Regions from separate parts of the Astyanax mexicanus genome. Here region 1 is linked to region 2. The links are chromatin contacts, called in public Hi-C maps. All regions are on one chromosome and are shown on one strand. Each heading gives the region's core, a stretch centred on a gene start, on an enhancer-like site or on the middle of the called end of the contact. The rest is flanking DNA. Distances are from core to core; before and after follow the strand shown.

What was found. A called contact is a pair of places that touch in the nucleus more often than the background predicts.
Region 1: a contact with region 2 is called in a Hi-C map of blood, with 2.9 times the contacts expected there. The contact joins the enhancer-like site here to the promoter of grk3 in region 2.

Annotation. Positions count from the first base shown.
Region 1 is chr20:278,750-283,379 of AstMex3_surface, forward strand. It overlaps grk3 (G protein-coupled receptor kinase 3), which reads left to right. Exons shown (of 22, transcript XM_049468552.1): 5 at 432-506; 6 at 1,005-1,066; 7 at 1,174-1,225; 8 at 1,978-2,069; 9 at 2,172-2,271; 10 at 3,440-3,518. Among protein-coding and RNA genes, the nearest start is that of LOC103022748, 23 kb to the right of the region's middle. Within about 2 kb of position 2,017, the one cell type or tissue checked has an H3K27ac peak away from gene starts, as active enhancers do.
Region 2 is chr20:244,325-249,089 of AstMex3_surface, forward strand. grk3 (G protein-coupled receptor kinase 3) reads left to right here and starts at 3,225. Exons shown (of 22, transcript XM_049468552.1): 1 at 3,225-4,765. cryba4 (crystallin, beta A4) reads left to right here. Exons shown (of 6, transcript XM_015603804.3): 5 at 348-490; 6 at 690-936. The coding sequence ends at 837.

The DNA.
Region 1 (4,630 bases), core at 767-3,266, 33 kb after region 2:
TTTGGTGGTGTTGTGTGAAAACATGATTAAAATAAACGGCTGCTCGTTCTGATGCGTGTCGTTTTTGTCTGCCGCTGTTTTTTTTGAGACGTCTGTTTGAAGCCGCAGGGCTTTTCTTCTCCACTTAATCAGCCTGGACTCCACTTAAATTTAGCCTTTTTCTGGACCTCCAGTCATGCGCTGCCTTATTGACCCTGTAGCATCCACTCTCCCTGCAGACGGTTTCTAAAGGAGGAAGGCTGGGTGGATCAACACAACGGTACCAGCAGCCTTCAGGCCACACAGACTGTGTGACTGAGTGTTTGTCACGTATTTAGACAGCGGCGTAACGCAGCTGAGGACGGCTGGGGAAATAAGTGTAGAGGCTTTCTCTGTGTTTACTGAAGAAATGCCTCCTGCTCTGGGTCTGACAGTGTCTGTGTGTCTTACAGCCCTTCTCTAAGAAAGCAGTGGACCATGTCCAATCTCACCTTGCTAAGAAACAGGTGCCTCCATCCCTCTTTCAGGTAAGAGACAGTAAATAAAGCACACTACGCTGTATGTGTTTAGGGTTTTAAAGCAGCTGTATGGTAGAACCGGGTGATTATTAGGGCTACAACTAATGATTATTTTGGGAGTCGACTAATCTGCTGATTATTTTTTCGATTAGTCGATTAGCCGACTAGTCAGTGATTATTTCTGAGATGTCCTCCATCTCTAAAAACGATAGAAAAAGCTGCACATTAAATTTAAAAGGCCTTTAATTGTCTAGATTATGTTTAAACATGGAAAGTTCTGATATTTAGTGATTAAATCTTTTTTCTGTTGAGTTTGGGCACTTTAGGAGACACAGATTAAGATGAGTGTAAGTGAGTGAGCCATTTACCCTCATTTATCTCTCATTGCGCTTCTGTCCCCAGCATTCTGTATAATACAGCACTGTTACAAATAGCAATGAGTCGACAATGAAATTTGTAGTCGACAATTTGAAATAATCAACATTGTCGCTCCTTTTCTCTCTTCAGCCGTACATTGTGGAAATCTGTGACAGTCTGCGAGGGAAGATCTTTCAGAAGTTCATAGAAAGGTGTGGCTTATATTTTACTTACATTTTACTCTTGTTGATGTTGTGTGTGTTTCTGTTGTCTTATCATGAGTTTATCTAACATTCCTCCCTGTTTCTCTTCCATACAGTGATAAGTTCACTCGCTTCTGCCAGTGGAAGAATGTGGAGCTCAATATTCATGTGAGTTGTGTTTGGAGTGTTGAGAGTGAGATTGACAGAATGATACGAGCAGCTTAGGCAGGTGATCCAGCAGGAAGTCAAGAAATGCTTAAAATCATTTATTAAATTATGAGTTAATGCAGGTCTAGTGCCTCTGCTCGCTGGTTGCAGTATGAGAGCATGTAGCTCCGCCCATCCCCATATGTTTTAATGAGAAAACAGCCCTGCCCATTTTCCGTGTAAATTTCTCATCTAAGTTTTGAAGTCTTTCCATCTCCAGTGTTTAATTACAGCAGGTAGTTTTCTCTGTGTTAATATTACCATGTTTTTATTATTGTATTTCCGCCAGAAATCAGTTTATAAACTTTTTCTACTATATTATAAAAAACATTATATTAAAACATTATTTTATCTTCTTTTAATGAAAACAGCAGTACGTGCTGACTCTCTCGGGGGTCGTACTGGAGCGTAGTAACTTTGGTTTCTTTATTTTTGATGAAAACTGAATGAAGGCGGTCTGAGACACACAGGTCTTAGGAAAGGGCAGTTCTACTGAATCCATAAGCTGGTCTGGATCCACCTCTGTTTTTTAACAACATGGCTGATATATTTTTGATTAATTTTTATAGAACAGAAGGGAAAGGAACCACTGTGTCCATGCTTACAGTGTACTGTCTGTTTGAGTTCAGATTAAAGCAGGATTTTATTTAAGCGTTGATTTAAACCCTCAGAAGTCAGTATTAATAACTCGTTTGTGGTGTTGTGTTGTGTAGTTAACCATGAATGACTTCAGCGTTCATCGGATCATCGGTAGAGGCGGGTTTGGCGAGGTGTACGGCTGCAGGAAGGCAGACACAGGGAAAATGTGAGTACAGAACCTGAATTAGGACAGACTTTATAAAGAGGTGGAAAATTTCCTGGAGAGAAATGGATTTTCTTACTGGCTGTGCTGTTTTGTGTCGGACAGGTATGCCATGAAGTGTTTGGATAAGAAGCGGATTAAGATGAAGCAGGGTGAGACCCTGGCACTCAATGAGAGAATCATGCTGTCGCTGGTCAGCACAGGGGTGAGTGAGGAGTTCAGATATAATCTCCTGAAGCAGCAGAGCTGCACTCTTCCCCACAGCCTTCCTCTAGTTTCAGAGAACAGCTTATACACTCCACACACTCCTACAGTACCAGAGGAGGGAAGTAATGAAGTACAGATACTTTATTACATTACTTAAGTTAAATGTAGGCTATTTATATTTTACTGGAGTTACTATTTTACATTTTCACACAATTATTTGAACTTTCTCCTCCTTACATTTTAATAAAAACAGTCTCGTCACTCCTATTTCACTTCAGCTGGTTTTCATTCCGGCTTCTCATCGTTCAATAAAACCCCTATCCAGATAAATCTCTCCATCCAGATAGAGTGAATCTGATTGGTGGTTGGATGTAGAGAAGTATAAACATATACCATTCTGACTCCCTATTGGTTTATACTGTGATCCATCACACCTGCACACGACCCCCCCACCCCCACCCCCCCCCCACACACACACACACACACCACACACCACACACACACACACTCCAGCAAAAACATAGCAGACGTATGTAGTCTAGTATGAAGATGATCCGTGCAGAGACTCAAGAGAACTCCAGACAAACTCCAGTCCAACTAAACTTCTTTAATATATTTACTTTCTACTAAAATACATTCATTTACAATCACCATATATGCAGCTGAAACACTAGAACAGCCTAGTGTGTCCCAAATTTAAAGATATCTTGTAAAAAATATTATTAGAGACCTAGTTGCAAAATATATATTGGTTTCTGTTGCATATATTGCAATGTCATGTTTTTCACCAGTGTTGTGCAGCCCTACTGCAGGAATGCTTGCTTTTAATACTTTGATTATACTACTTAACTAAAAAAGTGTATGTTTTTTATTGAACCTCTGTATAAAATCTCAATCTCTCTCTCTCTCTCTCTCTCTCTCTCGCTCTCTCTCTCTCTCTCTCTCTCTCTCGCTCTCTCTCTCGCTCTCTCTCTCGCTCTCTCTCTCACTCTCTCTCTCGCTCTCTCTCGCTCTCTCTCTCTCTCTCTCTCTCTCTCTCTCTCTCTCTCTCTCGCTCTCTCTCTCGCTCTCTCTCGCTCTCTCTCGCTCTCTCTCTCTCTCTCTCTCACTCTCTCTCGCTCTCTCTCTCGCTCTCTCTCTCTCTCTCTCTCTCTCTCTCTCTGCAGGACTGTCCGTTTATTGTGTGTATGACGTACGCCTTCCACACCCCTGATAAACTGTGTTTTATCCTGGACCTGATGAATGGTGAGAGAGTGACCCGTCTCTCTGCTCTGAGTCTCTGATGTTCAGAACCGCTCTGCTCCTCAGATCCGCTCAGCAGAAACGCTGCAGTCTGACAGGATTACGCTAATAAAAGCGCTAATCTCAGGCCTCCTCTGTAGAATCACGCAGGCCTGTACAGCTCTTCACATTTACTCCTGCTTTAATTATCACCCCGGCTCTGGACTCCTCAACCTGGATTACAGAGGTCCGGGGTTTGTTCTGAGGACTGCTGGAACTGCATGTTAAAACAATTAGCTTTTACTAAGAGCTCTTATAAGACTGCAGTTCTGTGTTTCAGCAGTTTATTGTGCTGCTTCTGACCTTTCTGTTCCATTAATCATTAATTAAAATCCTTAGTTTGACTTTCAGAAAACTACAGAGTACTATAAATACACTCACTGACCAAAAATAACACATCAGAGTAAGTAGTCAGAATGTAATGATATATTAGAGTATAGTACAGTATTATAGTGAAAGGGTGAGGAGTTTATAGTGGGGGAAACTACTCTGTAACTGAAAAGAGAATCTAGTTTAGCCTCTGTTGGTTCCTCTATGCTGGATATAAGATGAGATTGAGAGGGTTGGGTTTGGAGGTTCTACAGGTTCTGTATGGATCCTGCAGCACATTTACCCACAGATGTTGCTACAGCTGGGCCTGTAGATCCTGTAGCTCTACATTCGTAGGTTGAAGCAGAGTCCCAGCTGCTCCATAAATGCTGGGTTGGTGATAAATCTGGAGATCTGCAGGACGAGGAAGTGCTGCAATCTGGTGGAGACTGTGTTCCTGGGAAACCCTTGCTGTGTGTGGGTGAACATTATCCTGCTGAAAAATGAAAGTTCTGCAGGAGAGAAAGCAGAAACACATGTATCTGCAGGATGTTCTGCACAGATCACTGAGATCACTGTTAGTAATGTTCCTCCTATCACTACTAGGAGTGACTGACTCTCACTGTGTGAGATGATCCTCAGATCATCAATCAATCAATTAAGCAATCACACCAGCAGTTTGTTGGATCAGTGTGTTGCTCCACAGCAAAGACCTCCATACTCAAACCTGATTGTTGTTGGATCCCAGATAACAGAACTGGATTCAT
Region 2 (4,765 bases), core at 1,975-4,474:
CAGCACAGTTGCTTCCGACCGCTCGATCTGATTACCTAATCTGATTGCTTTTAGTGGTTATTTATTATCTGATATAAGCCGCTCTTACAGCAGGCCTCTAAAATCTACCCACTAATAAGCATCAACAGTGGCTACTTTGCTCTATACTGAAATAAGATACAGTAAAAATATTATATGACAATATTTAAAGACATTTTTAAAATACACAATATTAATCTTGATACAAATGTTTGCAGTAGAAGTGCATCACTATTTATATACTCTCACACACCGAGTACCACAATTCAATTTAAAATGTTCTGCACTCAGAACTCAGAACAAGACTCTTTCTGTTTCTGATCCAACAGAACCACAGGGAGTGCAGGATGACCATCTACGAGAGGGAGAACTACCTGGGTCGTAAGGGCGAGCTCAGCGATGATTACCCCTCACTGCAGGGCATGGGCTGGTGCAACAATGAAGTGGGCTCCATGCGCCTCCACTCTGGAGCGTAAGCATCAGTTCCAGTTCCTTTTATCTCTAAATACCATCTTTATATTTATATTTTTATTATTTCTCCACCTCTCACTCATGATGTGAGCTGTGAATTAGATATTCATATACAGCACATACATTGTAATAATAACAATATTTTAGATATTTATAGGATAATTATAGTATATTTAATCTGTAATTCGTTATTTCCTCAGGTTTGTGTGCTACCAGTACCCCGGCTACCGTGGCTGGCAGTACATCATGGAGTGTGACCGTCACGGAGGCGAGTACAAACACTTCAGGGAGTTCGGCTCTCACTGTCAGACTCCTCAGATCCAGTCCATCCGCCGTATCCAGCAGTAACCCAGCCCTCACCCACCGCCACTGACCCCCCACACCCACCCTCAGCCCCCTGCTGCCCACACTGCCCAGTGCTGAATAAACCGTCTTTCTTAAACCTCACTGACCTCTGGGTTTCTGTCCGCTTCTCTACATCACTCTCAACACCAGTGTAGATCTGAACCTGCTGCTGAAAAAAACCCTAATGTTAGAGGAAACACTGCAATTCCACCTATTACTTTTTCATATTTGGTGCATCCCTCAAAAAAAAAAAAAAGTATTGATAAAAAAATATTACTTTCTGCTGGGCCTGTAACAATAACTAACATTAACATTATAATTTACATAATATAATTTACATAATATTTTTACAACACACTCTCCTGTTAACAATAAACAATTTTACTGTTGTTGTAAGACAATACATGTTATGCCACCGATATAACAATAACAGTTATTGTGACTGAATATTTTATTATTCATTTTATACAGAGATTTTTTTCATTTTCAGAATCATACTGTTATGTTTTACTTTACAGAACTGCAAGAATCACTCCAGGTTTAACTATTTAGAAGTAGATAAAAGTCTAAAAGATACATATTTTTTCTTATTACCTATAACTCATTTAATATATCAATACAATATTGAATATATCAATATTATGTTTAATTACATTTTGCACTCCCTAAATCCCTAACAGATCATTGTTTACATATAATCCTTCACAAAATAAATTATAGGCATCTAACATTACTGGCTCAGTAGTTGTGTGATAATACAGTTATCTTTAATTATTAACTCAGTATTTTTAATGTGTCATGATCCAAAAAAAATATTAAAAGAGATTTTACTGTGTTTTTAAACTTTGAATCGGATCAGTTTGATCTGAATCATAAACAGGGCGTGTTCTCACTGTCCAGCAGAGGGCGCCACGAGCAGCGCCACCACGCTAAACACAAGCACGTGTTTCACAGGGGTTAAGAGTTAATGCGTTATTATAAAATTCATAAAATGCGTAAAAAACATTTTAACATTTATTAAGTAGTTTAGCTCAATTTCGGAAATTAGTATAAGTTTTAAGCTGATGTATTTTTTCATGTTTTACATGTTTGTGGCAGTTTGTGGATTGACACCACTGTTGTACAGCTCTACACAATAAGAGTCCTAGGCCTAGACTCCTGACTCCTGACATTCACCTACACGTGTGGATAAATAAATCTCTTAAATAACCCCATGATGCAAAGTCACACATTACAGCATAAATAAAATCAAATACAGATGAAAACTGCTAACATTAATGAGGAAAAATGAAGCAAGCCCAGTTTTGCCAGATCACCATTGGCTGTATTGAATGAATTAATGATGTTTAAAGAATAGAAAGGAACGTTACTTTGAAAAAAGGTGCTGTGGCATAAAATATGCCACATATATCTTTTTAGGTAATCCTGCTTTAAGATGCAGACCAGATATTTACTAGGGTTTAGAAGTGAAGGTCCGTAATCAGCATGGCTTGTGAATAATGTTGGGGTAGCAGTGCTGTGTGAGGCTAACACAGGAGTAGTGATGCTATTGATACAGTAATAATGCTGGGCAGGGCTGAAGGCCTGTAGCCGGTGATCTGCTAAAGTTGTTGCTGTTAAACTTGCCTTAGTTTACCCAAATTTCAGTGTGCAAGACTGGTTCAGAGCATGCCAAGATGCATTAAAACTGAGACAAAAAAATCAGGATTATTCTGCCAGGATTATACTGCCAATTATTGATTGACGTAAGTATTGTTGTTTCTACATTAATATGAACTTGTTTTCTTCTGAAAGCACTACATTTTTTCTTTATTTTACCATTTTTTAAATGGTATATTTTATTAAATGGAAATTTTTTTATTGGTAATGTGGGAGAAATGTTGTCAGTTCATAAAGAGTTCAGAAATCAATATTGGTGAAATAACCCTGGTTTTTAACAGTTTTTCACAGTTTTCATGCATCTTGGCATCATGTTCTCCTCCACCAGTCTTACACACTGCTTTTGGAGAAGTCTTTACTCCTGGTGCAAAAATTCAAGCAGTTCAGTTTGGTGATTTGATGGTTTGTGATCATCCATCTTCCTCTTGATTATATTGCAGAGGTTTTCATTTTGGTAAAATAAAAAAAAATTAAGTGCTCTCTTATTTTGTTTCAAGAGCTGTATATATATAACATGTTAACATGATACACATGAAAAAGCTCTAAATAGGATCGTCAGATAAATGTAAATTATATGTAATATTAGTGTTTGTGTTTAGATTTAGAGATATAAGGCTTTATATTAAATGTTCATTGTAATAATAATAATCTGTGACTGTGCGAGGCTCCAGCCCTCCGCCCGGCGGAGCTCCAGTGCCGGGTTTTGCAGCGCGTCTGCGCGAGAGGAAGTGCGGCTCCCCCCGCACCGAGAGCTGTCTGTCCGCGGGCTGCAGTCTGGAGTTCAGTTCACTGAGAGCGGAGCGGCTGCGGCTCCTCCAGCGATCATCCACCCACCCATCCATCCACACACTGAGGGGTTTAGAGACCCGCTGAGGAGAGCGAGAGAAGCGCGGGTTAATGGACAGCTTGTTCTGTGTGGAGGTTTTGTGACGGCCGGGCTGAGCTGCTCCGGCGTGTGCGGGATTTGTGCGGTGTGTGTGCGGGGAGTAATGTGTGCGGACTGCCTCACCGCCCGAGCGCGGCTGCGCTGAGTTACACCGCGGAGTTCGGGGAGATTCGGTCAGGATGAGAAGCGAGAAAACCCGGGGCTTGTTTTTATTTTACTGCTGCTGAATTTACACAGAGAGAACTCTGGATATCTCACAACACGGCGGACTTTTAACGATATAAAAACTCAACGAAGAAGACCTGACTCTGCTTATATAAGTGTGTAGCTAGTTTTCGTTAGTTAAATTTACCCTGAGTTAGCTACCATGCTAACTACTAACCTAAACTAACCGCCTGTTATATCATATTATATTGGCTAAGTGGCGGTGTCGTGTGTTTTTCCTCTGAGAGCCAGAAAGCTAAAGCGCGCTAGCCTCGAAAATGAAGTTCCGCAAGAGTTAGTTTAGTTTTAGCTACTTTAAATCACTCATAACTTCTCCCGGCTGCTGGAGTTCACGGTTTTACAATTAAATCGTCTTTCAGTGTGTGATTAAAGTCAGTCTGGGTCGAGCTCGAGTCTGAGGGAACATTTTTTACCTCAGGATTTCTGAGGAGAAACTCTGAGGAGAAGCGCGCAGAGCGTTAGCTAGCTTAGCATGCTAATATGCTAACGTGCTAAGTGGCTAGCTAAACTAACGCTGGCTAATTTCCTTTTCAGGCAGGCGCCCCTCCTCCCCTCCCCCTCCTCACCAGGTAGTATATCGATTAAATCTGCAGTAAAATACAGTTAAACGATACCTTTCGATAATTATTGCGACGATTCAGGAAAGTAGAAACTTATTTATATACAGCTATAATATCTAATACTGCAGAGGAGACATACAGCTGTAGTGTGGTGGTGAGGGTGTAGTAGTAGGACTGCAGTTCTGGCCACAGTCGTGTCGTTTATTATTATTATTGTAGCTAGTTTAAAACAGTTTCGACAGGGACTGAGAGCTCTACAGTTTAAGCTCTAACGTCAATCAGTTTGCACGATATTTTAACGTTAGGTAATTTTCACAGGCTTTCTTTTAGTCTGTAAAAGTCAGTCGTAACAACACCCCTTTCTCTCTCTCTGTTGGCAAGGAAATGGAGAAGCTCTGGTTTGACAGCTGAAGTTGTTGAAGATGCTGGATAGCTAGCTTAGTTTAGTTCGCCTACAGCGGTTTCCTCACAGTCAAATATCTACAGCTACATAATAAAGGATTAACTGGTTAAAGTTAATATCTGTTGATTAGTTGCACAAGATTATTCAGCCATAAATCAGTAGCGTCTCTAATAATATGAATCTAGCTTAGTTAATTTT